2 separate regions of the Drosophila melanogaster genome follow, and region 2 is linked to region 1. The links are chromatin contacts, called in public Hi-C maps. All regions are on one chromosome and are shown on one strand. The core of a region is the stretch at or near the end of the contact, and the rest is flanking DNA. Distances in the headings are between cores, read along the strand shown. Region 1 overlaps sgg (shaggy). Region 2 holds the start of lncRNA:CR45668 (long non-coding RNA:CR45668).

Region 1 (5,834 bases), core at 549-3,048:
CCTTGGCTGCGTTCTATTCCGCTGTGCCAACGCAACGTTTGAAATTTAGCCAGCTAAAAACTGTGCATTTACCCAACTGTAAGGATTTGTATTTGGTTTTTATTGCGCTTAATTTGTTTCGTTGTGGTTATCACCTCCGGGTTTAATTTCACTGTTTCAGGCTAAATCACATTTGGCCTTGACTGTCCGTGATCCATTCCGATTCGTTTCGCCCATTCCACTTAGCACATTGCCTGGCGTCAATTAATTGATCAACAGTAGGAACGTTTTGCATCCAAAAATAGACGCCAAATATTATCACTTGCCTTTTGTCTATTTTTAATGCAAATTGTGTGGGCAGGTAATGGGGAGAAAAGGACGTTTAATCAGCGGCGCGTGGCGTCTAACGAAATTATCGCATGACCAACTAAATCGGCTGCCCCCCCCCCCCTCCCCTCCCCTCCTCAACCACCGATTACACTGAGATTTTTCGCCGCTCGCCAAAACTTTCCAGTCTGCTGCACAACAATGTGAAACGGAACACGAAACGTTCCTCCTCTTCTTGATTCACATATGTGTGCATATATAGACCGACAGACAGACACAAACGTATTTTCTGCGTTTCGTTGCGAATCTTTTGGCGCAATTAGCGTGCACAATTAGCACATCTCTAGTACTCGTAGCGCCGTCCTTTTCCTTCCAGCTCGCTTGCGTGCAAATTTAATTAGCGGCCCATGCTCGACGAGAAAGAGACGGCATGAGATGGGAAGTACTAGATGAATTATTGGATGGAAATTTAATGGCTTCGAGGTGAAGTCTTTTATTCCACGACTCCCAATTATCGATTAAAAAGAGAAAAGAAAGACACACAAATTTTCCACTGGGTCGAGATTTGCAATTAGCACTTCGTTATTTATGCGCCGAATTCATTTTCCGCCTTGCAATTTACCTACGACAAATATAAACATACAGTATTGGGACTAGCACTTAGCGTGAATCCATCAAAAAATCCGCTTATCACTTATCACGTGCTTCCCCAAACGCCCCCGAGTGTCGTCTACGAGTATTTGCGATGTCGTTTGTAACTCGCAGTAAATTTCGACCAGACTTTTGTGGGTCTGGTGGTCCGGTGGCATCTGGTCTGAACCGAATCTGACGCAACTTGACCCAAGTTGCTTGGCATCGATCTTCCAGTGCACTAGCACCTTGGGCGAAAAGTGGGTCTTGCTGTCGCTGTTGGATTTTGTCTGTCTGTGGGGAAATCTTATCGCACGCCATATAGAGTTTTGGGCTCGCCTGCCGTCTGGTGTCATCAAGTCATCAAGTGTCTGCGCCACCTAACAGATACGATGTGTAAAAAACTACTTGAGTGGAATCTTGGTAAAGTTTATTTACTATACCCAGAATAATATTGATTTGGTTTTCTTGCTTTTCTACTCTAGTACTGCGTTCATGCAATGCACTATACTCGCATTTTGTTTCAATTTAAGTTCGCGCTTTTACGAAATCATGAAACCTTACTGCATAAACGTACATAGCGCATGAAGTCGGTGTGTCGGCGAACTTTGTAAGGGGTTATGTGGCTAACTTCTGTGCTTTCGATTTTAAACAATAATGCGGGGAAGCACAATGAAAATGAAACATAACGAGAAACAAGCAACAGAAACAAAAACAAAAACAACACAAAGGCGTTTCATCAAGAAACAGGGGAAGCGGCGAGAAAGAAGCAGAAACTTCAGCATTCGCCTGACGTAAATGCTGCCACGCATTGCGTCATTGTGGGGCTGAAGTGGGAGCGAGAGGGGCTAGACTGTGGGAGTGAGATGGTTGCAACTGCGTGAGAGGGAGAGCAGCTGTCGTTCCTTTTCTCATGAGAGCATTTGTCGGCTTTTTCAGCTCATTAATGATTCGATTTTTCTTTTATATTTTGTGGTTTTGTGTGTGTGTGCCTTTTGTTTTTTTTTTGTTTTGCTGTTGGATGACACATGGTTCACTTATTCAACGAGGGGGGCGGGGGTGTGAGCCAAAAAATAAAAACAAAAAAAAGTGGAGAGATTGTCTATAAATAAACCAACATTTTGGTAAACTTTATGCGGTGCAAGCGCTTTTCTCTGTGATAAACTGTGCGTAATTTTTGTGGGAAAAATGGGAGAAAAATGACGAAAATCTAAATTTCATGGTGACCTGAATTTTTGAGTTCACTATCCTAACGATCGTGCTTATTGAATTGGCTGATGCAATTCATTGATGGCTTGCAAATATTATTATTAAGTTATAAGTTTTTTTTTTTTTTTTTTTTTTGTTATTGTTTTACTTGACTAATAGCTATAAGGGTCTTTAAAAGTCTGGGTTGAAGGCAGTTCGCTGGCTTACTTTTGCATATTTTTTCTTCTTTGTTTTGTTTCTCAGGTTTCTTGGCTCGAGTTTTTGCATTTGGGGGACAACCCAAGTACTTGGAACTCCACATTTAGTCAGCGCTCGTTGAATTTGTCTTGGTTTTTTTCCTTCGGTCGTCTTTGAATGGGTAAAAATGGGCAGTGACTAAGCCAATGTCAATTTAAGTGGCCACTTGAAGTAGTAGAATTGTTTCGACAAAAATCACTGTGTTAAGCAACATAACATAATACATTCAAACACTCTTTCGCTTTATGAGTTGACTCACTGTGTTTTTTGTTTTTTATGCATATTGTGTTTCGTTTTATTTTTACAATCGCAGTCGTCGTGACTTTCCCATAAATTCCAAAAAATAAACAAAAATATTTTGTAATTTCTTATCAATGTGGAAAATGCTTCTTCTCGTCGCTGCCTTGTTTATTTGTTTACATTAAGCAACAACCCAACATTGTTGTTGTTTTGTCATGTAATTATGATAATCAAGTGCAGTAAAAACGAAAACAAAGAACTTGGCAACAAGAAGGGGTTTTTTTTCGAGGGGGTTTTGGGGATTGGCATACGTTCGCATATACATATGTATGGTGTGAGGTTTTTAGAGTGGATTGCCGCTTATCATCGCAAGTTAATCTACTTTCCCAGTTCATATACTCTCGTACACGATCATGTACTCCTATATGTTCTATATGCATACTTAAAAACGACGGGCCATATAGATAGGCGATACATGATCCGAGGTGCTTCAATATAAATAACCCCCAGTCCCATTTCACTCTGTTTCCCGTTCCCAATTAACAGGGAAACGTACTTAGCACAACACACACATGACCAAAGTTCACTTTTGGCTAAGCGTTTTATATTATTTTTGATTAATTAGGCAATTTGCCTGAAGCGTTGTTGTTGCTACTTTTTATTTGCTGATAAGATTGGGCCATGAATTGCGACATGCACGTGTGGTTTTGGCATAAGTCGAGTTCCTCCTGCTTCCGCCCGCCCACCAGAACAGAAGCAAAGCCACTCCAGAATCGGTGCTTTGGTTTGGCGACAACTTGACATTCAGGCCAGCCACCCACCATCCCACCTGGTTGGTCTTTGGTTTTGTTGGTTCGTATCGTATTGAGTGCACGACTAAGGACCGAAAGTGAATTTCAAGTAGAAGGGAGTGGGTTTTTAAGTGGATGAGTGACACGAATAGCGTTATTATTTGATTGGTCATAGTTTCATGGAGTGGAGTGGCTCTCTGAAACTGTTTGGTAGTCTAGCAACATAATATGGGCTCCTCATTTTTTTAGAGCTTATATCTACTATATAGCTTTTCTGGAATGGAATCGAATACTAGAATTGTTAGCTCTTGTTTGCATCAGGGTTCTTTGTGAGTAGTGCTCTCTTTATATTTCCTCGCCTTGAGTTCAATTTATTTTTTTTTTTTTGTTTCCATTGTTTGGCCGTTATCTCTTGCTGCAATTATTGATTTTCAGCTGAAATTACTAATCAATTGATAATGGATTGCTCTTAATGTATATATTTAAAGTCATCGTTTCGAAGTCAGAGCGAAAAACTTTGTTCTCCAAGTTTCCTCGTTTCCATTTTATCACTTTGTTGTCATATAAGTGGGTTAAACAATTATCATATAATTGCCGTTCTAATGATACGAGCAAACGCATACGCCGATGCCTAATCAACAAATATTGATTGTTTTCATTATACATGCATTCCGTTTACATAGAAGGATTTCTGAATATATATAAAATATATATATTTACATGTGTTCTAGACGACGAGAATCAAGGTATTATTATTACCACAAATTATCGCATTTTGAGAAGCCAGTTTGGACGTTGAGCTTGTTGTTTCGGTTTTTACCAGTTTTTGGTTGTTCTTGCTGCCATTTGGGACTATAAAGGTGTGGGTGGTGGTGGTAATTGGTGATTGGGTGGCGGTTGCCACCAGGGTTGGGCATTCACTAATCGCGTGTTGGCTTTGGCACCACCTAACCACCATCTACCTCCCCTCACATTTCTCCCATCACCTTTCCTTTGTGTTGTTCGCTTCCTTTTCCTTTAGTTTTCCAGAGCTGCTGGCTCGTGTTTTTGCCATTGGCTCTCTTTACCATTTTGACGGCATTGTGTTGGTGGCTTTGTGCCCTGTAACTTTCCTTTTGTGTTAAATGTCCCATTGTCTTTTGTTTGTCGAGTTCCCTGGCAAGAGGCAACTACGCGTTGCAATATCAATTATTAAAGGCTTTTTTCTAGAAGAATTTGTACAGATATGGTATACGAAAAATGTAATAAGGTAGAGAATCTTCTTTGTTTCAATCTATTTCTGCTTTTAACCAGTTTACGTTTGTTTATCGTTATCGCTGTAATCGGCATTCGCCACCATTGCTATCGAAGTCATATGCCTTTAAGATGTTAATCGACGTCGGTGTGATGCGATGTGCTGCAGTCTGTCATGGGTTAATTGTCTGGTCAGCTCTAATTATTGATTGCCGACTCCCGGTCATTAGCAGCTGGCGAAGGAAGTCAACGATAGCGATAGCGATAGCCATGCACAAGCTTTTTCGGTTTCTTCTTTTTCGTTATACATACATATGTATGTACATAGTAGAATATGATGTATGTATGTATGAATATGTTTGATATTTTTATTTACCACCCCCTGCGTAGGGTGGGCTTTTGTGTATCACCACACCAGGGCCTCCCACTTTTGGTTGCTTCTTCTGTTGTTGACTGGTTGGTATTCTCAAGTCTTTGGCAAATATGTAGATGCGCAAAATTTCCTGTGGCGCTTTACTCTTCAATTCGTCTCATTTAATGATTCTTCACCTATTTCTTTCCCAAATGAAATGCAAATGTTTAGCTGTTTGCTATTTTCTTTTGCACATTTCATCTACTGTTCTATTTTATGCTGTTCTATGCGCTCGTTGTTGTTGTACTTTCACTTTCGCGCGGTTGATGAGGTGGCCAACAGATGGTGCTGGCGTGCAAGCAACAGGCGTTGATGGAACTGTGGAATCGGAACGCATTCGATGTATTTTTGGGTCTCCTTTATTCCTTTTGCTAATTATTTGCTGCTTATTTATATTTCACTTTCGATTTCGAATGCCGCGCCGCGTCTACAGTATATTTTTAGTTTCGATTCAGTTCGATAGCCTAGACCTCAAAAAGGGGCACGGTACGAATGGCAAATGGTAAAAAATATTTTGCTTTTTGACATTTTTCCTGCATTCGGAATCAATATATTCCCCAGCCGGTATAAATAGCCTGTTAAAGCATGTCTTGAGGCAATTACCGCTGTTAATAATACCAACCACGGTAAATGTCAGAGCGCATTATCGACATGCAAGTTCAAGACCAAGTAAACAAGAACCACAGCCGCTTGGCTCACAGGTTACCCCCCCCCCCCCCCCCCTCACAAGACCACCCCAAGACGACCAGCAAAGGCTTTCTCTGTGGAAACCCCAC
Region 2 (5,789 bases), core at 301-2,800, 3.2 Mb after region 1:
CACATCATTTTTCCAGATCTCGCTGCCTGTTATGTGGCCCACAAACCAAGACACGTTTTATGGCCATTAAAGCTGGCTGATCGTCGCCAAACACCAAATACATAATGAATATGTACACATTCGAGAAAGAAGCGATCAAAGAAGCGTCTTCGGGCGGAGTAGGAGAATGCGGAGGAGAAGGAGAACGAGCTGATCTAGTATCTCTCCACAATCCAATGCCAACTGACCAACTGGCCATATTCGGAGCAATTTGAAGCCAATTTCCATCGCCTGGCGATCGCTCCATTCTTGGCTATATGTTTTTCACCGTTACCCGGGGCCATTTTCAAAGACTCGTCGGCAAGATAAGATTGTGTCACTCGCTGTCTCTCTTCATTTGTCGAAGAATGCTGAGGAATTTCGCGATGACGTCGGCGAGTATTTTGAAGAATGAGAATAATTTGTATTTATACGAAAATCAGTTAGTGGAATTTTCTACAAAAACATGTTATCTATAGATAATTTTGTTGCAAAATATGTTGACTATGACAAAGAACTGGAATTAAGTGGCATATTTTGCATTGCTTTCCGATAATAGTTGTATTTTTATAAAGTAAAGCGTTTGTAAAATAAATACCTTTAATGTATTCTCATTTTCTTATGTATTTATAATGGCAATGATGATACTGATGATATTTTAAGATGATGCCAGACCAAAAGGCTTGAATTTCTGCGTCTTTTGCCGAACGCAGTGCATGTGCAATTGTTGTTTTTTGGAATATTCAATTTTCGGACTGTCCGCTTTGATTTCAGTTTCTTGGCTTATTCAAAAAGCAAAGTAAAGCCAAAAAAGCGAGATGGCAATACCAAATGCGGCAAAACGGTAGTGGAAGGAAAGGGGTGCGGGGCAGCGGAAGGAAGGGTGGGGCGGGGCGTGGCGGGGTCTGTGGCTGGGCGCGACGTCACCGACGTTGGAGCCACTCCTTTGACCATGTGTGCGTGTGTGTATTATTCGTGTCTCGCCACTCGCCGGTTGTTTTTTTCTTTTTATGCTGCGCTCTCTCTAGCGCCATCTCGCTTACGCATGCTCAACGCACCGCATGTTGCCGTTTCCTTTTATGCGTCATTTTGGCTCGAAATAGGCAATTATTTAAACAAAGATTAGTCAACGAAAACGCTAAAATAAATAAGTCTACAATATGGTTACTTATTGCCATGTGTGTGCAGCCAACGATAGCAACAAAAGCAACAACACAGGTGGCTTTCCCTCTTTCACTTTTTGTTTGCAAGCCGCGTGCGAGCAAGACGGCACGACCGGCAAACGCAATTACGCTGACAAAGAGCAGACGAAGTTTTGGCGAAAAACATCAAGGCGCCTGATACGAATGCATTTGCAATAACAATTGCGATATTTAATATTGTTTATGAAGCTGTTTGACTTCAAAACACACAAAAAAAAAAATAAAACAAATTATTTGAAAGAGAATTAGGAATCGGACGCTTATCGTTAGGGTAACAACAAGAAATGCTTACTGAGTCACAGCCTCTGGAAAACTGCCGCAAGCCAGAGAGAGAGAGAAAAAGAGGGAGAGCAGCTTAGACCGCATGTGCTTGTGTGTGAGGCGTCTCTCTCTTCGTCTCTGTTGCGCAAACGCATAGACTGCACTGAAAAAATCGATTACCTATTTTTTATGAATGAATATTTGCACTATTACTATTCAAAACTATTAAGATAGCAATCACATTCAATAGCCAAATACTATACCACCTGAGCGATGCAACGAAATGATCAATTTGAGCAAAAATGCTGCATATTTAGGACGGCATCATTATAGAAATGCTTCTTGCTGTGTACTTTTCTCTCGTCTGGCAGCTGTTTCGCCGTTATTGTTAAAACCGGCTTAAGTTAGGTGTGTTTTCTACGACTAGTGAATGCCCTACTAGAAGATGTGTGTTGCACAAAATGTCCCTGGAATAACCAATTTGAAGTGCAGATAGCAGTAAACGTAAGCTAATATGAATATTATTTAACTGTAATGTTTTAATATCGCTGGACATTACTAATAAACCCACTATAAACACATGTACATATGTATGTTTTGGCATACAATGAGTAGTTGGGGAAAAAATGTGTAAAAGCACCGTGACCATCACAGCATAAAGATAACCAGCTGAAGTATCGAATATGAGTAACCCCCAAATTGAATCACATGCCGCAACTGATAGGACCCATGGAAGTACACTCTTCATGGCGATATACAAGACACACACAAGCACGAACACCCAGTTGCGGAGGAAATTCTCCGTAAATGAAAACCCAATCGGCGAACAATTCATACCCATATATGGTAAAAGTTTTGAACGCGACTTGAGAGCGGAGAGCATTGCGGCTGATAAGGTTTTAGCGCTAAGCGGGCTTTATAAAACGGGCTGCGGGACCAGTTTTCATATCACTACCGTTTGAGTTCTTGTGCTGTGTGGATACTCCTCCCGACACAAAGCCGCTCCATCAGCCAGCAGTCGTCTAATCCAGAGACACCAAACCGAAAGACTTAATTTATATTTATTTAATTAATTTTAATAAAACACACCAAATGTAAGTAGCTTTCCCCTTCCCAACAACAAAACACCATCGAACCACTCCCACCAAGAAAAAGCAATAATCGAGAAAAGCCGCGGAAAATGTGTGATTTTTTTTGTAAACAAAACATTTTTTTATGTGCCAGTGCTGAAAGTGATCAAAAAATACTAGCCACGAGCTAAAGAGTTATTGTATTGACCAAAACTCCAAAAATACCCAAGTTTGGCCCTAAATTGTCAATCAAAATACCAATAGGTCGAAAGACATCAAAATTAACAAAACCAGGGTTTCAAATACCATAACTCAAGAATCAGGATTACAACTGCAGATTTCAGGATATATACATACAAATTATACGAAATTATAAAAACCAAAGCAATTCAATAGCCCCAACTCAAATGTTAGGATCTAATATAGTGTTTAAAGCCAAGCTCGCTGATGTGGGCGTGTCACGATTTCACCCAAAGATATGCCAAATTACGAATTGCAAATCAATTCGCCAACACTTTCTTTTTTTCCCACGCCCTAAAACACCAGATCATCCATAAATGTACATACATACAGTATATGCATATTATAATCTGTAAAACTAGATCAGGTTCTTGAAAATAGTGACGTAGGCAGCCGTTTTGGCTGAAGCAGAAATTTTTGCCGGTTTTTCAAAGTTGTAGTTGCAAAAATGGAGAAAACCTTCGAGCATTCGTTCATATACACACACTCACGCGCAAAATAACGAGAGAGAGTGTATGTGTGTGTGAGAGAGCGAAAGCCAGACGACGGTTTGCTTTTCGCCTCGAAACATGACCATATATGGTCACAAAACTTGGCCGCCGCAATTCAACACACCAGCGCTCTCCTTCGCACCCATAGCGACCATGGCGCGGAGCGAGCGAGATGGCGAGAGCGAGCGACGCCTATGGCGACGTCGACGCAGGCAGCGATTGAAAAACGCAGTTAACTGGCATTCAACATTCACCAGCCACTTTCAGTCGGTTTATTCCAGTCATTCCTTTCAAACCGTGCGGTCGCTTAGCTCAGCCTCGCCACTTGCGTTTACAGTAGTTTTCACGCCTTGAATTTGTTAAATCGAACAAAAAGGTAAAGTTTAACTAGCTTTGAAAAGTTTCGTGGCTCTTAATTGTTAAATTTTCTAGAGTGCGTTTAGTGTTTTTTTTTTTTTTTATTTTGTAATGTTAATTTCGGGTTCCAATTCGAGTTTTAGGCAGCCGCCATTTTAAGGGCGCATACACACAGGCAACTGTGCTCTCTTTGCGGCTTTCTTTTGCACCGGCATTCGTTAAGTGTCGTCTAGAAGCTTCTCCCCTCCCTTTTCGGCATATTCGTATTGTGGTTTTAATTTTTCGGGGCGGGGCCTTCTATTTTGTAACTGTTCTTTTAATTTCTTATTACAATTCGATCGCAAGTGAAAATCAGTTTTCAATCGGAAAAGTATTTTTTTATGAAATTTTTTTTGTCCAAGATTAAAATTTTGTACTAAAAAAACGTACATTGCATTGAGTGATTTTTAATTGTACACGAAAAACAAGTTAGTTTGTTATGACAATTGTACTTTGGTAGACCAGCGCAGTCCAAGGAAACCACGCAAATTCTCAGTTTTTTTTTTGCCATTTCTACATTACCAAATAAGGTAACCAAAAACTAATGGGAAATCCGCATTCTTTCCATTGCAGCTTACAAAATGTGTGACGAAGAAGTTGCTGCTCTGGTTGTCGACAACGGCTCTGGCATGTGCAAGGCCGGATTTGCCGGAGACGATGCTCCCCGCGCCGTCTTCCCATCGATTGTGGGACGTCCCCGTCACCAGGGTGTGATGGTCGGCATGGGCCAGAAGGACTCGTACGTGGGTGATGAGGCGCAGAGCAAGCGTGGTATCCTCACCCTGAAGTACCCCATTGAGCACGGTATCGTGACCAACTGGGACGATATGGAGAAGATCTGGCACCACACCTTCTACAATGAGCTGCGTGTGGCACCCGAGGAGCACCCCGTGCTGCTGACCGAGGCCCCGCTGAACCCCAAGGCCAACCGTGAGAAGATGACCCAGATCATGTTCGAGACCTTCAACACACCCGCCATGTATGTGGCCATCCAGGCTGTGCTCTCGCTGTACGCCTCCGGTCGTACCACCGGTATCGTTCTGGACTCCGGCGATGGTGTCTCCCACACCGTGCCCATCTACGAGGGTTATGCCCTTCCCCATGCCATCCTGCGTCTGGATCTGGCTGGTCGCGATTTGACCGACTACCTGATGAAGATCCTGACCGAGCGCGGTTACTCTTTCACCACCACCGCTGAGCGTGAAATCGTCCGTGACATCAAGGAGAAGCTGTGCTATGTTGCCCTCGACTTTGAGCAGGAGATGGCCACCGCTGCCAGCAGCTCCTCGTTGGAGAAGTCCTACGAGCTGCCCGACGGACAGGTGATCACCATCGGCAACGAGCGTTTCCGCTGCCCCGAGGCCCTGTTCCAGCCCTCGTTCTTGGGAATGGAGGCTTGCGGCATCCACGAGACCACCTACAACTCCATCATGAAGTGTGATGTGGATATCCGTAAGGATCTGTATGCCAACACCGTGCTGTCCGGTGGCACCACCATGTACCCTGGCATCGCCGACCGTATGCAGAAGGAGATCACCGCCCTGGCACCGTCGACCATGAAGATCAAGATCATTGCCCCGCCAGAGCGCAAGTACTCTGTCTGGATCGGTGGCTCCATCCTGGCTTCGCTGTCCACCTTCCAGCAGATGTGGATCTCCAAGCAGGAGTACGACGAGTCCGGCCCCTCCATTGTGCACCGCAAGTGCTTCTAAGAAGGATCGCTTGTCTGGGCAAGAGGATCAGGATCGGGATGGTCTTGATTCTGCTGGAGGAGGAGGAGGAGAAGTCGAGGAAGCAGCAGCGAAAGTGCAAGTGCGAGTGGTGGAAGTTTGGAGTGCAGCACAACAAAATCAACAACAACACCAACTACAAGATGAAAAGAGCGGAACCACCTGCACACCATCATCATTATCATCATCGTTTTGGGCGCATGTTGTGTGGTTCCAGCGTATTAATATAATTAATTTATTCCACATGAGATATGATATGATATACTATGTATTTTTTGTTTTTTTTTTATTTGTAAACCTTTAATATAACAAGAACTACAAAAAATGAAAATGAGCGAAAATGCATATTCTGCCATTCCACACACACACCAACAACACCCA

What was found. A called contact is a pair of places that touch in the nucleus more often than the background predicts.
Region 2: a contact with region 1 is called in a Hi-C map of the Kc167 cell line, with 2.5 times the contacts expected there. The contact joins the promoter of lncRNA:CR45668 here to the enhancer-like site in region 1. A contact is called at or near these places in 5 of 107 Hi-C or Micro-C datasets (the Kc167 cell line, the S2 cell line, embryo and 2 more).

Annotation. Positions count from the first base shown.
Region 1 is chrX:2,650,868-2,656,701 of dm6, forward strand. All of the region lies in intron 4 of sgg (shaggy), which reads left to right. Among named protein-coding and RNA genes, the nearest start is that of sgg, 20 kb to the left of the region's middle. Within about 2 kb of position 1,799, at least 32 of the 39 cell types and tissues checked have an H3K27ac peak or open chromatin away from gene starts, as enhancers often do. A contact at or near this core is called in the Kc167 cell line, the S2 cell line, embryo and 2 more, where this site is marked.
Region 2 is chrX:5,898,439-5,904,227 of dm6, forward strand. It overlaps lncRNA:CR45668 (long non-coding RNA:CR45668), which reads right to left and starts at 1,551. Exons shown (of 3, transcript NR_123807.1): 1 at 617-1,551. It overlaps Act5C (Actin 5C), which reads left to right and starts at 2,423. Exons shown (of 2, transcript NM_001297986.1): 1 at 2,423-2,575; 2 at 4,252-5,789. The coding sequence starts at 4,260. The coding sequence ends at 5,390.